2 separate regions of the Gossypium hirsutum genome follow, and region 1 is linked to region 2. Evidence: chromatin contacts called from public Hi-C data. All regions are on one chromosome and are shown on one strand. The core of a region is the stretch at or near the end of the contact, and the rest is flanking DNA. Distances in the headings are between cores, read along the strand shown. Region 1 holds the start of LOC107955439 (chromatin modification-related protein MEAF6). Region 2 holds the start of LOC121204114 (small nucleolar RNA R71).

Region 1 (7,166 bases), core at 4,009-6,508, 41 kb before region 2:
ATAAAAAGAAATCAGCAACATTCCAACTACTTGCTCGAGACTCTTCTGATCCCAATTACAGTGACTCACCTGGTAGCGACCGAGTCTTTGTCCGAGTCGACAATAATCCTGTCTCCTTCGACACCGTCTTTGACGAAGATAATAATTGCTATAATGACTGTCAATATGATAACGAGGACTCTATATTCGCCGATGCACCCAATGACAATGGTGACAGTGGTGACGATTATGATAGAGTGTTGGGAAGCTCCTCTCATATGGTCGTGAACGATAAGGGTGCATTGCCGGAGAATGTCAGGAAGGAGATTTTGGAGCTAGGGTTTCCAGATGATGGTTACAATTATTTGATTCATTTGAGAGAGATTAGAAACACCGGTGGAGGCTCTGCTTTCTATCATAACCCTAAGTTCAAGCCTGACCAGCTTCCTCATGATGTTAAGGTTGGTTCAAGTTACCAGTGTTCTTTAAATAATTTTGTGTAATTTCTGATTAATTTATGTTTGATTACTGTTTTTGTGTGTTATGCTCAGGCCTATGATGCTTCAAGAGTACAGATATCAAATTCAAAAGGGAATTATAATGAGAAATCAATTTACAGTGTTGCTTCAAATACACTTAATGCTAGGATGAACAAAGTGTTTGATCCTGAAGTGGCTGCTCTGCTTGATGATAGTGATTTGTTGCGTTTTGGATCTGATGTTGAGGATTTGGAGGAGGATTTTGTTGTTAGGGCAAACACTGGTGAAGAAGGGGAGGGTGATGAGAGTGGTAAGAAGTTGAATTTTGTTGAAGAATTTGAGTTTATTGATGCCAGTGTTAAGAATGCTGATACGAAATCCGGCAATCAAGAGATTGCAAATGAAGTAAGGAATTACCAAGGGGAAGAAAAGCCACGCTCCCGGCGCCTTTTGGATGAGCAATTCGACATTGTGAGTCTTTTTAGAGTAATTTATAGTCTATTTTGGTTTTCTTGATTCCATTGTAATTTGTGCGTTTAGAACTTATGGAATTGAAGATTTCCTTTCAAATTAGGAGTTTTATTTCGAGAAATTTTAGTTATGTCTATTTTGTTTAGTGTATTTCCTTGAATTAGAATGTTGCATGAAGATTTTACCTTTTGCTTGCTTCCTTTTGATTGAACTTCAAGAACATGGTACTAATGATAATTTTATCGAATTCTCTGGTTATTGCAGCTTGAACTTAAAGAATATGGCTCTGATGACGACGATGATGATTGTGAGGGTTACATGGCTGAAGAAGAAGAGTTTCTGGCAGACAACCTGAAAAATGTTCTAAATGAAAATGATATGGATGATTTGGAGCATGATGATGTATATAAAGCTCCTGCTGATTTATTGCATGGTAGTAAAAGTCCTAAAAGCAAGGAGCTAACTGCTGATATCATGCGGCGTTGTGCTGAATACGCCGAAAATTATGAAAATGAAAGTGAAGATGAAAAAGTGATGGTTGTGCAAGAAAGCAGCGATGAATCAGAACAATTTGATTGTGAGAGCATCATCTCCACGTATTCGACCCTTGATAACCACCCAGGAAAAATTGAAGCTCCGGGGGTAACTAGGAAAAAGAAGTTAGCTGAAACTGTTTCTGGGGCTTTGAGTGCCAAAAGTCAGGTGATATCCCTCAGGGGAAAAGAAAAGCTCCCACTAGACTTTTTACCTAATAGCAGGAAGGCTGCAGCAGAAAAAGTCAAGATTGCATGTAGCATAATACCCGAACAGCATAAGAGAAAGCAACATGGTCAGGAGACTAAGGAGGAAAAGAAAGAACGGAAGGTATCGTATCTATTTGCATGCGTGTTTTAATGGTGTTCAGCCCTATTTGCTTGGGAATGTATTTAATTGCTTTGAAATGATGTTTAATTTGTTCACTGCTGAATGGATGAATTATATGCTTTCAGCTTGCTATAAAAAAGGAACGAAGTGAAGCACGGAAAATGAAAAAGGCAATGAAAGAGCTATACCGGAGTGAAACCCAGCAAGCTCAGAAAGTAGCTGCTATATCTGGCCCATCTGCCATTCGATTAATGTAGGTAGTTTGCTGTTTTACAAAATTCACATTGTGTGGAATGATTGGTTTAAGTTGACAATTTTATGATCCCCTTTTCCAAGTATCATTGGTTTGTTTCTTGCAATCATAGACAATTAAGAGACAATTTGATTGATGGTTTGACTTTTGATTTTTGCTTTAAATAGGTGAATGTTGAGATGGCTGTTGTTTGAGGCAGTTTCTTCCATTGGGGTGCTCTTATTTGCTGCTCAGGTCTTGGAGCATCCATGGTTGGTAACCATTAAATTGTTAGTTTTCTTTATATTTGATACTTTTTGAGTTGAAAAATGATGGAAAGGATGGAAGAGCTCTGCTTTTACATGCATCTTTTTGGGTAGTGTGTCTGCGTCCGAATGTTACTTCAATATGTTTGTCCCTAAACACACTTGGATATCTGCCTTTTATTGATTTATAAATTATACTACAAACTTGTATATATTTTTATATCTGGGTTGCTTGAATATTTTATTTTTGTTTATTTTTAACATCAATTAAATTCATAGACTGTTGCTTGGTCGAGATCTTATCACTATAACATTTTCACGGAATTGAAGTAATATATATTCATTTACTTCCCTAATTGCAAGTCTACTTGAGATTTTGGTGATTTAAGAAGCTACTATTAAATGCAAGATTAGCAGGCAATTCAACACTGAAACCCAATTTAGCTTTAAAATTCTAGATTATTTAGCAATTTATTGTGTTCCAAACCAAGCATATAATCATCCAAATTCAACCAAAAGCCTCAAGTTTTTCAGGTTTTGGCCCCCTTAGAAAAAAAAAAAAAGGATCCAAAGCAAGTAGAATCTCTGTTAAAATGCTGAGTAGAACAAAACAAGATGAGACTAGTTGCCAGAACTAGCCCAGAAGATTCAGACCGTAAAGGGTCCTTCACATTATCACTCAACATTCTGCCCATATGAACCCCTGATTCGATTTTGAGCACCATGAAAAACCAAAATCATTTTTTCATCTGGCATACTTGAAAATCATGTAAATAACATCTGCTATCACCGGTTGTTATGATACGAAAAACATCTAAGATTGGACATTAAAGCTTGAAAGCATTAAGGCAAGGCCAAAAAGTACTTTGTTAGATTCAACTCATTTCATAAAGTCACATCAGGATCATCATCATAGTCATAATCTGGTTCACTGAAGTGTCGCATTTTCTTTGCTTCTCTACCTCTTCCCTTCTTCGGTTTTCCTCTGTAAAAAACAAAATTAATGCATTTAATGCCCATTGGCAAAGTAAACTTGATCCTTAGACCGAACAGGACCAGTCTAATTTCCCACCTGCTAAAACGCACACACACAACAACAATAATAACAAACAATAAACATCAAGAAGGGAAATGTGCTGATGCACCTGCATATTACAGGCTCACCATCTCTAGCAGTGGCAATCTCTTCAGCCTGAAAAAACAACAATAGCAGCAAAAAATCAGTCGGAAAAACCTCACAGTGAACAAAATTCTGAAGAAAATAAGTTGTACACATCTCCAGCTTCTTCGAAGTTACTGAAAATAAGCTGCAGTAAAAGAAAACTACTTCATTGAGAATTTTGCCTTTCATGTATCCATGAAGAGTTATTCCCATGTATACATATATATGTAGTCATAGTAATTCTAATATCCATCACTCTTTAAATAAAGTGCTGACATGTTTGAAATTGCAGCAGGATCTGCATACTTGAAATGGCCTTAATCAGCCAGTTCTAGATCTAGTTTGAAACTTTTGGTAGGATTTTCTGTAGAATGGGCATCAATACATAATTTTGTTGCACTAATAGCAATATGAATCTTGCACAAAGTTGCAATCAGTTGATGAACTCCTTGTGGGTACTAGAATGGTTGTTGCTCAATCTGTACCTGAGTATGCGATAGTAATGCAAGATGATACGAGCCCCTCGTGAAATGAGGATAAAAAAGAAACAGGAAACACCCCCTCCTTTACAACCAAAGAAAATGCTATAGATAAAATGCAAAGGCTATCTCGTTTATATTCTAACATTTTCATCCTATTAAAAGTCATAAATGCTTATAATGGACATGCAAAATCCTACATAAAGTAAGGCAACTTGACATTGCCTATAGCCCCATTCTTCGGTTATAACAATGTAATCAGTTAGGTCCAAGCAGTTGGAGAAATCAATCTCATGTACTTCACTTCAATTGACATGAACAGGAAGTAGCTATGCCAGCAAACAAGAAAAAAAGAAAAGGATGGAAAGCAACTTAATAAAGAAGAATACGCACCACCGGAGAAGCGACCGAAGATAATGAGAATAGCCTGTCTTCAGGCTGGAACTTCCTGGACCGCTTCGAGCTGCAAATCAACTTCAATAAATGGCTGAAGCATAACATACAAATCCCTAAGACAAATTTACATTTAATTGAATTCATCTCAGGGAATTTCAGACAATGTCTAGGAATGGAACTTTAAAAAGTTCAATTTTTGCAGATTTAAATCCTAAACAAGCATAATATAAAATATAACATTAGATAGGCACATAAGTAGAGGAAAAACATAAAGGAAAAAGTGTTAAAGCAGGCATTCCATACAGGGCAGTGTTCTTATTAGATGAAGAGAGGAACCCCTCAAAACCTTTCAAAACATTGCCGCATTGACCTGTATCCTGTAAATAACTAGTCTCCATATCGTACACCTGCATTTAGCTTTCCCACTTACATTCAAAACCAGAAACAGTGATGTAAAATATAATCTAATTTGAACCAAATTGGGGGGAGGGGGGAATATGAAATTACTTGTCTCTCGATGTTTCCAAGCTCTTCTTGAAGCTTAGCTCTTCTACTAAGCAAAGTAGCCAGCATAGCTGACGGGTTTGATGATCCTCTCTGACCTGAAAACCAAGATTTCAATTCTTCTTTAATAAGAAAAGCAATCGAAATTAAAACATTTACCTAGAAAAAAAATAAGAATGTATCGTAACAGCTACCACTGTGATCCATATTTTAGCGCGAAAAAACTTTTGAGATTATTTAGAACCCTAAAAATCTAAAACTAGGGTTTCTCCCAAAATCTTGATTATGAAAGCTTTGTCGGACTCGGACCGGGTTCCGAAATTCAAACGTGGTTTGAAGGAAAAAGACCCCGTTTTCCAAAAGGGTCCGAATTGTCTACATCAGGTTGTCAGATCTTCTAGCCAATACAATTTCTCCATTTGTACCGAGTTTGATTATTAGATGGGGTTAGCTTTAGAAATACCCTTTTTTTTTCCATAATAGAAAATTTGCTACGAGGCAACTAGAAGACCAAGAGATTGAATGGATGATGACCTCTTGGACGGCTGAGATTCGCCTAGTAAATTGGTTTGAAGGTAAAAAGTAAACAAAAAAAAAAGGTTGACTTTTTATTTGACGATTCTCTTTTCATTGCGTGGTCTGTTGTGGTTCCGCTGTTTTGAGGCTCTAGGCTATACTTACGTCTGCAACTTTTCTATAGGTCGGGTTATTTGTATATATTAAAAGATTCGCTTGAAAATCTGAGTAATTTAAGTAAAAATATAAGTTCAAAAAATAAATTTAAATAAAAAATATATATTAAAAGTTTCGGATAATAATTTTTTGATATAGGCTCAGCTTAGCCTAAGTCTGATTAAAATGTTTTTCGCTTCTGTTATTTTGTTTTTATACTATTATTATTTTGTTGTTATTGTTTAAATATTATATAATTCTTATTTTATTCTCAATTTGTTAAGAAATATTTATTTTAATGCTTTTAATGTATTTGATGTATTATGTTTTTTAAATTTGTTTATATATATATATAATTTTTTTTTGACATGGGTAAGTTCAGTTGAGCTCGAGTTTAGCTTTTTTTATTTGGGATGGGTTTGGGCAAAATTTAGGTCTATTTTTCGAGTTGGGCCGGGCCCATGTCTATAAAACGAGTCTAAATTTTTTCATCAACTCGGCCTGGCCTAACCCATGACGAGGTTTAGTTATGTGGTAAAAAGAGATTGTTGGTCTCTCTTTTTTTTAAAAAATAAATTGATAAGTTTAGTAATTTACATATTTATCCAGTAGATAAATTACAAGTTATATTTAAATAAAATATTGATAACTTGTAGACCTGTCCATGGGCCGAGCTGGGAAGGCCTGCCTGAAAAAAGAGAGAGTTTAGGTAAAAATATAAGCCCGAAAAATGGGCTTAGGCAAAAAATAAAATTTTTTGTCCTCAAGTAACTTTTTTTTGCTATTTTCTCACTGTTTTACTGTTATTTCACTATTATGTTGCTACTATTTTATTGTTATTATTTGGATATTGTATAACTCTTTCTTTGTTATTAATTTTGTTACTATTTTAGAGGCATTTGCTTGTTAATTGCACCCATCTTAGTGTTGTTTAGGTGTAAAGACATTTTTAAATTTATTTTCAATTTGTTGAGAAATATTTATTATAATATTTTTAATGTATTGTATTTTTAAATTTTTTTATATAAAAATAAAATAAAAAATTTTAATATGGGCCGGGCCAATTCCAAATTTAACATCTATAACCCGGGATGAGCTTGGGCAAAAAATTAGACTCATTTTTAGGCCAGGCTTGGAATTTTGTTAAGGCCCTACCCGACCCATAGATTGGTCTAATAATTTACATATATATCTAGTAAATTTCACTTTTTTTTTTAAAACACATTTTTATTTTGTTATTAAATAAATGAAAAAAAAAGTTTTTTATTCACAAAATCTATATTGTTTTAAAAAATTTCCTCAAATAAAAAACTCTAGAAATTATAAAAAAATATATCAATACTTCACATTTAAACCTTTTTAAAGTATGAATTAATGGGTAGGATTTTATTCCTCATTTTAAAATAAAATATATGGAAGGTGTTGATTCTCCGAGTTGTTGTAAAACTGCTTACCATTTCAATAATTGACAACAAAAACCATAGCATTTACTAATTTAAAATTAAATTAAAATTTTAAAATAATTGACTTAATTTAATACTAATGTGAAATCAACTCTATATAAAGTAGTAATTACCAAGTCCACCATCACCAAATTTCTTCTTCTTTTCTCATTTTTTGTTTATGATCAGCATGGAGAACAAAGGTTTTAATGTTAGATTG
Region 2 (7,324 bases), core at 3,174-5,673:
AATCAATATTTTATACTACTTGGAACGAGACACATGTTTGTATGTGTGATTTTTGATCAATAAGTTTTTGGCACTGTTGTTGGGGAGCCAATTGCTAATTTTGTTAACATTAATTTAATTACTTTTCGCCAAGCTCAAATTTATTTTTATTTTTCTGTTTAATTTTTAGGTAGTTTTGGCGTTTATATGTACAGAGATTGAAATTCAAATTTGCTACCACTTGATTTGGAAATTGAGAGAACTTTATGAAGACTCGAACATTTAGGCATCAATTTCGAGGTTGAACGCAAAAAGTCAATAATGGTTGATCCTAATAGGAATAGCAATGTTAATGAGCAAAATAATGCACAAGTTCCTCCTGGTGCCCCTCTTACACCTAGGTCTATCAGAGGCTACGCCACACCACATGCCGATGGGCTTCATACTTGTATTCGCTTTCTGGCAGTAGAAGCGAACAATTTTGAGATTAAACCAGTAGTCATTTAGATTGTTGAAGCTAATCAGTTCTTTGGTTTCTCTCATAAAGATCCCAACCAACATTTACGAAAGTTTATTAAACTATGCAAAACTTTTAGATTTAATGGTGCTTTAGTAGAAGTTGTAAAATTAAGGTTGTTCCCTTTTTCTTTAGCTAGACGAGCTGGAGACTAGTTAGAGAACTTTCCGAATGAGTCAATTATAACTTGGGATCAAGTTGTGGAAAAGTTTCTAGCTAACTTTTTACCTCCAGTGTAGACAACAAAATTATAAAATGACATTGCTAGTTTCTAGCAATATGAAGAGGAAACTTTACATGAGGCATAAGAATAGTTTAAAGATATGCAAAAGAAATGTCCCCACCACCAACTATCGGATTGGTTGTTGATTGAAACTTTTTACACTAGTTTGAGGGAGTCCATTAGAGGAAATCTAGATGTAACAACTAATGGGCATTATTGAGTAAGTCACTTGAAAAAGCTGCCAAGATAAATGAAGACATGATAGAAAATAATCTACAATGGATTTCAAACAGAATTGGGACAAGCCAAAATAAACCGATTGGAGTAGTAGAGGTTTATGAGATGATTACCTTTGTCACTAAAATGGCTGCTTGGAGACAAAACATGAATGAGAAAATTGGGGTTAGTATGAAGCAAGCAACTTATGTCATTTATGATTAGTGGGGGGATAATCATTATTTTTTGTAAAACACAGCTGAATCAGAACTAGTTGGATATGTTAGAAATCTAGGAAGACAATAGAACAGCCCTTTTTCCAAAAAAAATATAATACAAGATGGAGAACTCACCCCAACATTGCTTAGGGAAATAATGAAAGTAGTTCTTCACAAGTTAGGCAATTGGACCTCTAGGTTTTTCTCAAAATCAGTTTCAAAGGCTACATCCGCCACAATCACATGCATTGAAAAAGAAGTTGGCTACTGAAGAGCTAATTTAACAATTCATATAGGTATCTAGTGCTAGGATGAAGGCTTTGGAAACTCAAATGGGTCAGTTAGCTTAAGTTATTCATAGTAGGCTTCAAGGAGCATTACTATCAGACATTCAGCCTCCCCCTAATGCTAATAATCCGAAGGAGTATTGCAAGGAGATTACCCTTAAAAGTGGTAATGAGATACCTAGTACTTCTCTTTTAGTTGTCTATTTAGAAAATCAATTGTCTATTCCAACCTATTGACGAGAGTTTTGTTGAGCTTGATAAAAGCCTTAAAGAGTAAGTTCACCATGAGATGGAAGCAATGAAGCCATCAACGGAGGCGATTGAATCATAATATCATCTTCCGCCATTTCCACGAAGATTGTATAGGAATAAGTTGGATAAGCAGTTCCAAAAATTTCTTGTCGTATTTAAAAAGTTGTCCATTAATATTCCTTTTGTTGAAGCTTTAAAATAGACACCTAGTTATGTGAAATTTATGAAAGACATTTTGTCTAAGAAAAGGTGGCTATGTGATTATGAGAATATAACATTTACTGAGGAGTGCAATGTCATAATTCAAAGGAAAGTTCTTTCTAAGTTGAAGGATCCTAGAAGTTTCACGATTCCCTGTGCTATTGGCTTGCATACTTTTGGAAAAATACTTTGTGATTTGGGAGTGAGCATTAATTTGATGCCACTTTCTCAAAAATTGGGTTTGGGATATATCATGCCTACCTTAGTCACGTTAGAAATGACATATAGAACTCTTTGTTTTCCAAAATGGGTGGTTGAAGATGTACTAATAAACGCGAACAAGTTTAATTGATTGGACATGTATTATTTGTGATCTGTATCGTACTACTATTTGTGAGCTGTGTCTAATCCGGTCTTCAATCATTTGTGTTTTATATTAAATTAATTATAGTTTTAATTGATAGGTGTAGTTTTGTAATTGTGGTTGTAAATTTATTTTTTTCTAAAGCTTTTTTAATTCCATTAAAAATGAAGAACGGAATTTGATGTTATTGCAGCAAATATTATAAACAACTAACGTATGATATGGACTAATTTTTTAAAGATATTTTAAAATTACTTCCATGTTTGACCCCAATAATTAAGTGACTTGCATGTTTTAAATGGTGCCACGAAAGGTGGCAACTTTCATCCCCCCACACCACCCCACTATAGGATGATAATTTGGAGCCAGCCAGCCATGTGCACTGAATATAAAATATTAGGGGTTTCAAAAGTCCATTGTTGATGGCCGTGGTTTAAAGATGAACTTCCTGGATATTTCTTTAGCTTAAAAATAAAAAAAATCAACGATGAAAAAGTTCATTTCCGCCCTTATTTGATTGAAAACAAGAACTGCTGTTGCATTCATGATGTTAGTGGCCAACATTATCATATACCAAAAAGCCAATGCATCAACTAAACCATTATGAACGGCGAAGCAGCAGTACTTGAGAAATGGGGTTGGGGGTTCCTACAAATTTCCACTAGGATCGGTCAAGAAGCAGTTAGGTTAAAAATATCAAATGGATTTTAGTTTCTCGATCCAATGGTTAAAATTTTCCTATAGTCCCTGCAATTGTATTTTTAGGAATTTAGTCCCCATACTTTTTATATTTCAAAATTCATACCTAATTGTAATTTTTTTTATTAAATTCAAATTAATTACAATATCTTTTTTAATTACATGACTACGAAATGAGTAATCTTTTTAAAGTCATAACAACCAATTTAATAAAAAAATCTAAATTTTAAAAATATGAAAATAAAAGGATTAAATTACGAAAAATACAAATACATACGACTAAATTCTCAATTTTTGAAAAGCTCATGAACATTTTTCCAATATATGTAATTACAACTCCAAATATTATTTTGACTTGATAAGTCAAATCAAACAATCCAACGAGTTTTAACAAAAAGGCTCTCTCTTAGATAATAGGATAAGTTACGTCAAATGTCATTAGTAGGTTTCATTTTGATTATTTAATTTATAAAAAATACAATTTGATAATTAAATTTATTCGAAAATTTTCATTTAAGTCATCGAGTTATTATAAAATGCTATATGACATTTTCTGTTTGCACTGTCTGTATCAATCGAAAGTTCTACTTTCCCTTCTCTTCTACAATTTAACTTTTTTTTGCATGAAATTTATTTCAATGTCGTGAATTTACGAACCAAAATTCAAACAGTTTTTTCTCCGATCTTCGACACCAATTGTTAAATCGACTTGGATTTAAAGTATATATGCTATTCTACTCGTCAATATGTATTAATCCACTATATCAATTATCAAATCATCATTTGAAACTTGTTAGTCGAACCTTTAAAAAATACTTAACAACCCAATTACTTAAATAAAAACTTTCGAACAATTTAATAATTATTTTATAACTTTTTGAAATTGAGTGAACAAAACATAAACTTACTAATAATTTAATGACTTTTGATGAAGTGTACCCTACATAGTAATAAGGCTATTTCCTTTTCTAAACAATCTATATTTTTCTTCTCTCTCTTAGATATCACCAATTAAACGAAAGATTCAACTATTCTCTGTATAAAGCCCTCCATTTGCCTTTAAACATTTTCTTTTTCTTTCAATTTACTTAAACGTTTTTCTATGCTTTTTGTTCTATACCAAAGGCATAGCCAGGGGTGGCTGGTAGGGGACTCAGCTTCCTAAAATGAAAAATATTCTATTTAAGTTTTTTAATTTTTTAAAATTTTAAATTAGTAAAGGTAAAATTACACTTTGTTCCCTTAAAAATAATAAAAAATAAATTAATTCATTAAAAATTATAAAAATATAGACTATTTAAATAGTACTATCGTAAAATTTAAAATTTAATTTTCAATTCTCTAAAGAAATTTCTGCCATCAACCCAGTTTTATACCCATTTTGATCAGTCCAATATTGGGAGGTTTGGACTCAATTGCACAGTTAGATATTAAGGGCTGGGATTAGTTTTCCAGCCAGTCCACTTGTTTGACTTTGGGTCAAATATGGCAGCTTAAATGGGCTGTGAAACCAATTGGGACTGTTTATACAGAGATGTGAAGATTTGGGCCATATTTCTTAGTATTATATTTCAAATGGGTATGGTTAAGGTTGGTAGTATAATTGAGTTGACGTCGCAAGTTAATTAGACATCGATTCAATCAAATAAATTATTAAAATAATTTTACATATTTTGAATAAGTTATATTATTATGAGAATATTTTTGTATTTTTTTATTATTTAAAAAAACCCTTACAAATGTTGAGATTTAAAGTTATGCCACCAGCATGTATAAAATCTTTTTTTTAATCACTTCAACAAAAGCTTTATTTTGATAATTTTATACATTTTAATTTTATTACTTAATTTGTTTCACCCACATTGTTTGTATATATTGATAATATCGTTGGCCGAGTCAACTCGATACCAACTCAAAAAAAAATGGCAATACCATGATAAACAACTAGAGTGTATTTAATATTCTTAATATAATTAAATTCCCTTTTACTGACAATTTAAATTATTTTTATTTTAATTTTGTATATATTTGCATATGTGTTATTATCATTAGCTTCAAACATTGTATATTATTTTTAAAGTAAAAAAAAACCCGTTATGTTCTAGGTACATGGTTTTTACATGCATATACGTGTGATAGAATTTCTAGTTGTTAAAAATAAATACCGAAAGAAAATTCAAATTTTGAGAGTTTTTTTTTATATACAATATTTAAAACTATCCAAACTCATTCTTAACCCTTAAATAAGAGGATAAAACGCGTCTAAATGCCCTCTAACTCAATGGTAAAGCAAGAAGGGCTGGCAAGGGCCTCGGCCCCCTTAAAATGATTTTTTTTCATTTAGGCCCCTTTATAATATATAAAATTTTAAATTAGCAATGGTAAAATTGTACTTTGACCCCCAAAAATGATACAAATTTGATTTAATACTTTAAAAATTATAAAGATATAAGCTATTAAAATGGTGAAATTACATTTTTATCATCGTAAGAATATACAATTAAATTCCACCCTAAAAGGAATTTTGTAACTTCGCTCCTACTTGAACCCACATTCTTTAATACTAATACTATTGATACCAACTGAACTAAGACTCGATAGTTACATATTTATTTACACATAAATATCTTCAATTTTTTTTAATTTGAACTATGGATGTGTGGAAATGAAGTTTTAAGGTGGATTAAGACATTAATTTAATTTAAAAGGTATCTTTGATTTAAATTTCTTAATTAACTTTGAAACTAAGATTAAAAGTTTATTAATTGCAATTTAGAAGAAAGTCCAAAACACATCACGCATGGCAAGGTCATGATCTATTTATTTACTAAAAATGAGGTTTAAAAATCAGTAAAAATCAAATCTAGATCTAAGGCTATTCATGCATCCAACTAAAATTAATTGGATCATACTTGAATAAGTATCAACTGGAATTTAAAATTACCTCTATCCTCCATTATAGCAAGCAAACCCTACAAGGCTACATTAAATACTACTATAGACTTAATTTGGATAACTAAAAATAAAGTATAGTGGGTTTATATCTTTTATCAATTTAGAATATTAAAATAGATAAAATATTTAAAAAATAAAAAAAATATATTTCCTAATTTTTTTTAAAAAATAGCATGCAGTTTATCTATATTGTAATACGGGCTGTCATGTTAAAAATCTAACATTTTAATTTGTGTTTTTGTTAAATTTAACTAAAAAAAATAGAGAGACTAATGGATAGAATATGTAAATGTTAAATGTTTAATTTTTCGTTATACCTTAAAAATATATATGGTAATAAAGTAATGTAACACTGCAAAATACATGGGGTTAGAAATTTAATTAATTATTGAGAAATGAGTCTTAATTTTGATGGTTAAGAGCTTAGGATATTTATTAGAGAACCAAAGAGATTAAGCACTTTTGCATCCAAGTTTAAGTCACCCCAACTCATTTTCCCCAATTTCTTTTTCTTCATTTTCAGTAAAAAGGGGTATTTTACCATTCAGCCCCTCAAAATTTTGGAATCGTAACTATTTAATTTCTTTTCCTAATTACATGTGAATTTCTACTTCTTTTTCAACTCTAACTAGAATTTTTCCTCTCTTCTCTTCAAATACATCTTTTTCTTTTATTCCCATTTTTCTTTTCAAAAAAAAAATTTACATTCTTTGTTGGAAACTAATCTTTTGAAATCCCAAATCAAAATCAATTCACGGTTTAACTCGTCTTCCCTCTGAACGTTGAATTTATCATCGATAACCTTCGAAATCCAATCAAAGATAAGTAATTATTCTTATTTCTGATTAAGTAGAATCTAAAAATTCTAGAATAAACATCGTTCTTGTCAAACCTTCGAAATCTTATTAGATTAGTCCCTGAATAGGTTCTGAACTACTTTTAGTGAATTAAATTATGCAATTAGGTCCCTGATGATAAGAAATATGCTAGAATTCAGGATTGATCAATTTATTATAGTATTTATTTATATTTATGAATATTTTCATGAGACATGAATATATTATGTTGTTATTGAATCTATACTTGCGAATGTATGTACGACATGCACTACAATATTGTTAACCTGAATACCTGATAAAAGCATGACTTCGCTACTGATTTTCCATGTGTTAGTACATTAAATACTATCATATTTTGTCTGAATTCAATATGTCATAATGCATTGCATGGGTTGAGACGATATGTACGGAGGAAGATCAAGCAGTTTATCTGCAAGAAAAATGGCAGTGAAAAGTCAAAGTCATGCGACAGTTCTTATCTGTAAATTGTTGTGTACCCATAGCCAAAGATAGATTCCATCTACGGGTACTGTTGTGAATCCACAACCAAAGGTCGATTCCAACGGCGAGTTTA

Evidence for each region. A called contact is a pair of places that touch in the nucleus more often than the background predicts.
Region 1: a contact with region 2 is called in a Hi-C map of leaf, with 5 times the contacts expected there. The contact joins the promoter of LOC107955439 here to the enhancer-like site in region 2. A contact is called at or near these places in 8 of 34 Hi-C or Micro-C datasets (anther, leaf, petal and 1 more).

The regions. Positions count from the first base shown.
Region 1 is chrA07:95,663,408-95,670,573 of Gossypium_hirsutum_v2.1, reverse strand. It overlaps LOC107955439 (chromatin modification-related protein MEAF6), which reads right to left and starts at 5,258. Exons shown (of 6, transcript XM_016891229.2): 1 at 5,021-5,258; 2 at 4,836-4,930; 3 at 4,632-4,735; 4 at 4,326-4,419; 5 at 3,437-3,483; 6 at 2,858-3,276. The coding sequence starts at 5,039. The coding sequence ends at 3,177. It overlaps LOC107956880, which reads left to right and starts at 7,111. Exons shown (of 3, transcript XM_016892367.2): 1 at 7,111-7,166. The coding sequence starts at 7,128. LOC107955437 (protein LTV1 homolog) reads left to right here. Exons shown (of 6, transcript XM_016891227.2): 2 at 1-440; 3 at 531-929; 4 at 1,194-1,793; 5 at 1,919-2,046; 6 at 2,214-2,503. The coding sequence ends at 2,217.
Region 2 is chrA07:95,621,375-95,628,698 of Gossypium_hirsutum_v2.1, reverse strand. It overlaps LOC121204114 (small nucleolar RNA R71), which reads right to left and starts at 848; the gene lies at 742-848. Within about 2 kb of position 4,423, at least 2 of the 9 cell types and tissues checked have an H3K27ac peak or open chromatin away from gene starts, as enhancers often do. A contact at or near this core is called in leaf, where this site is marked.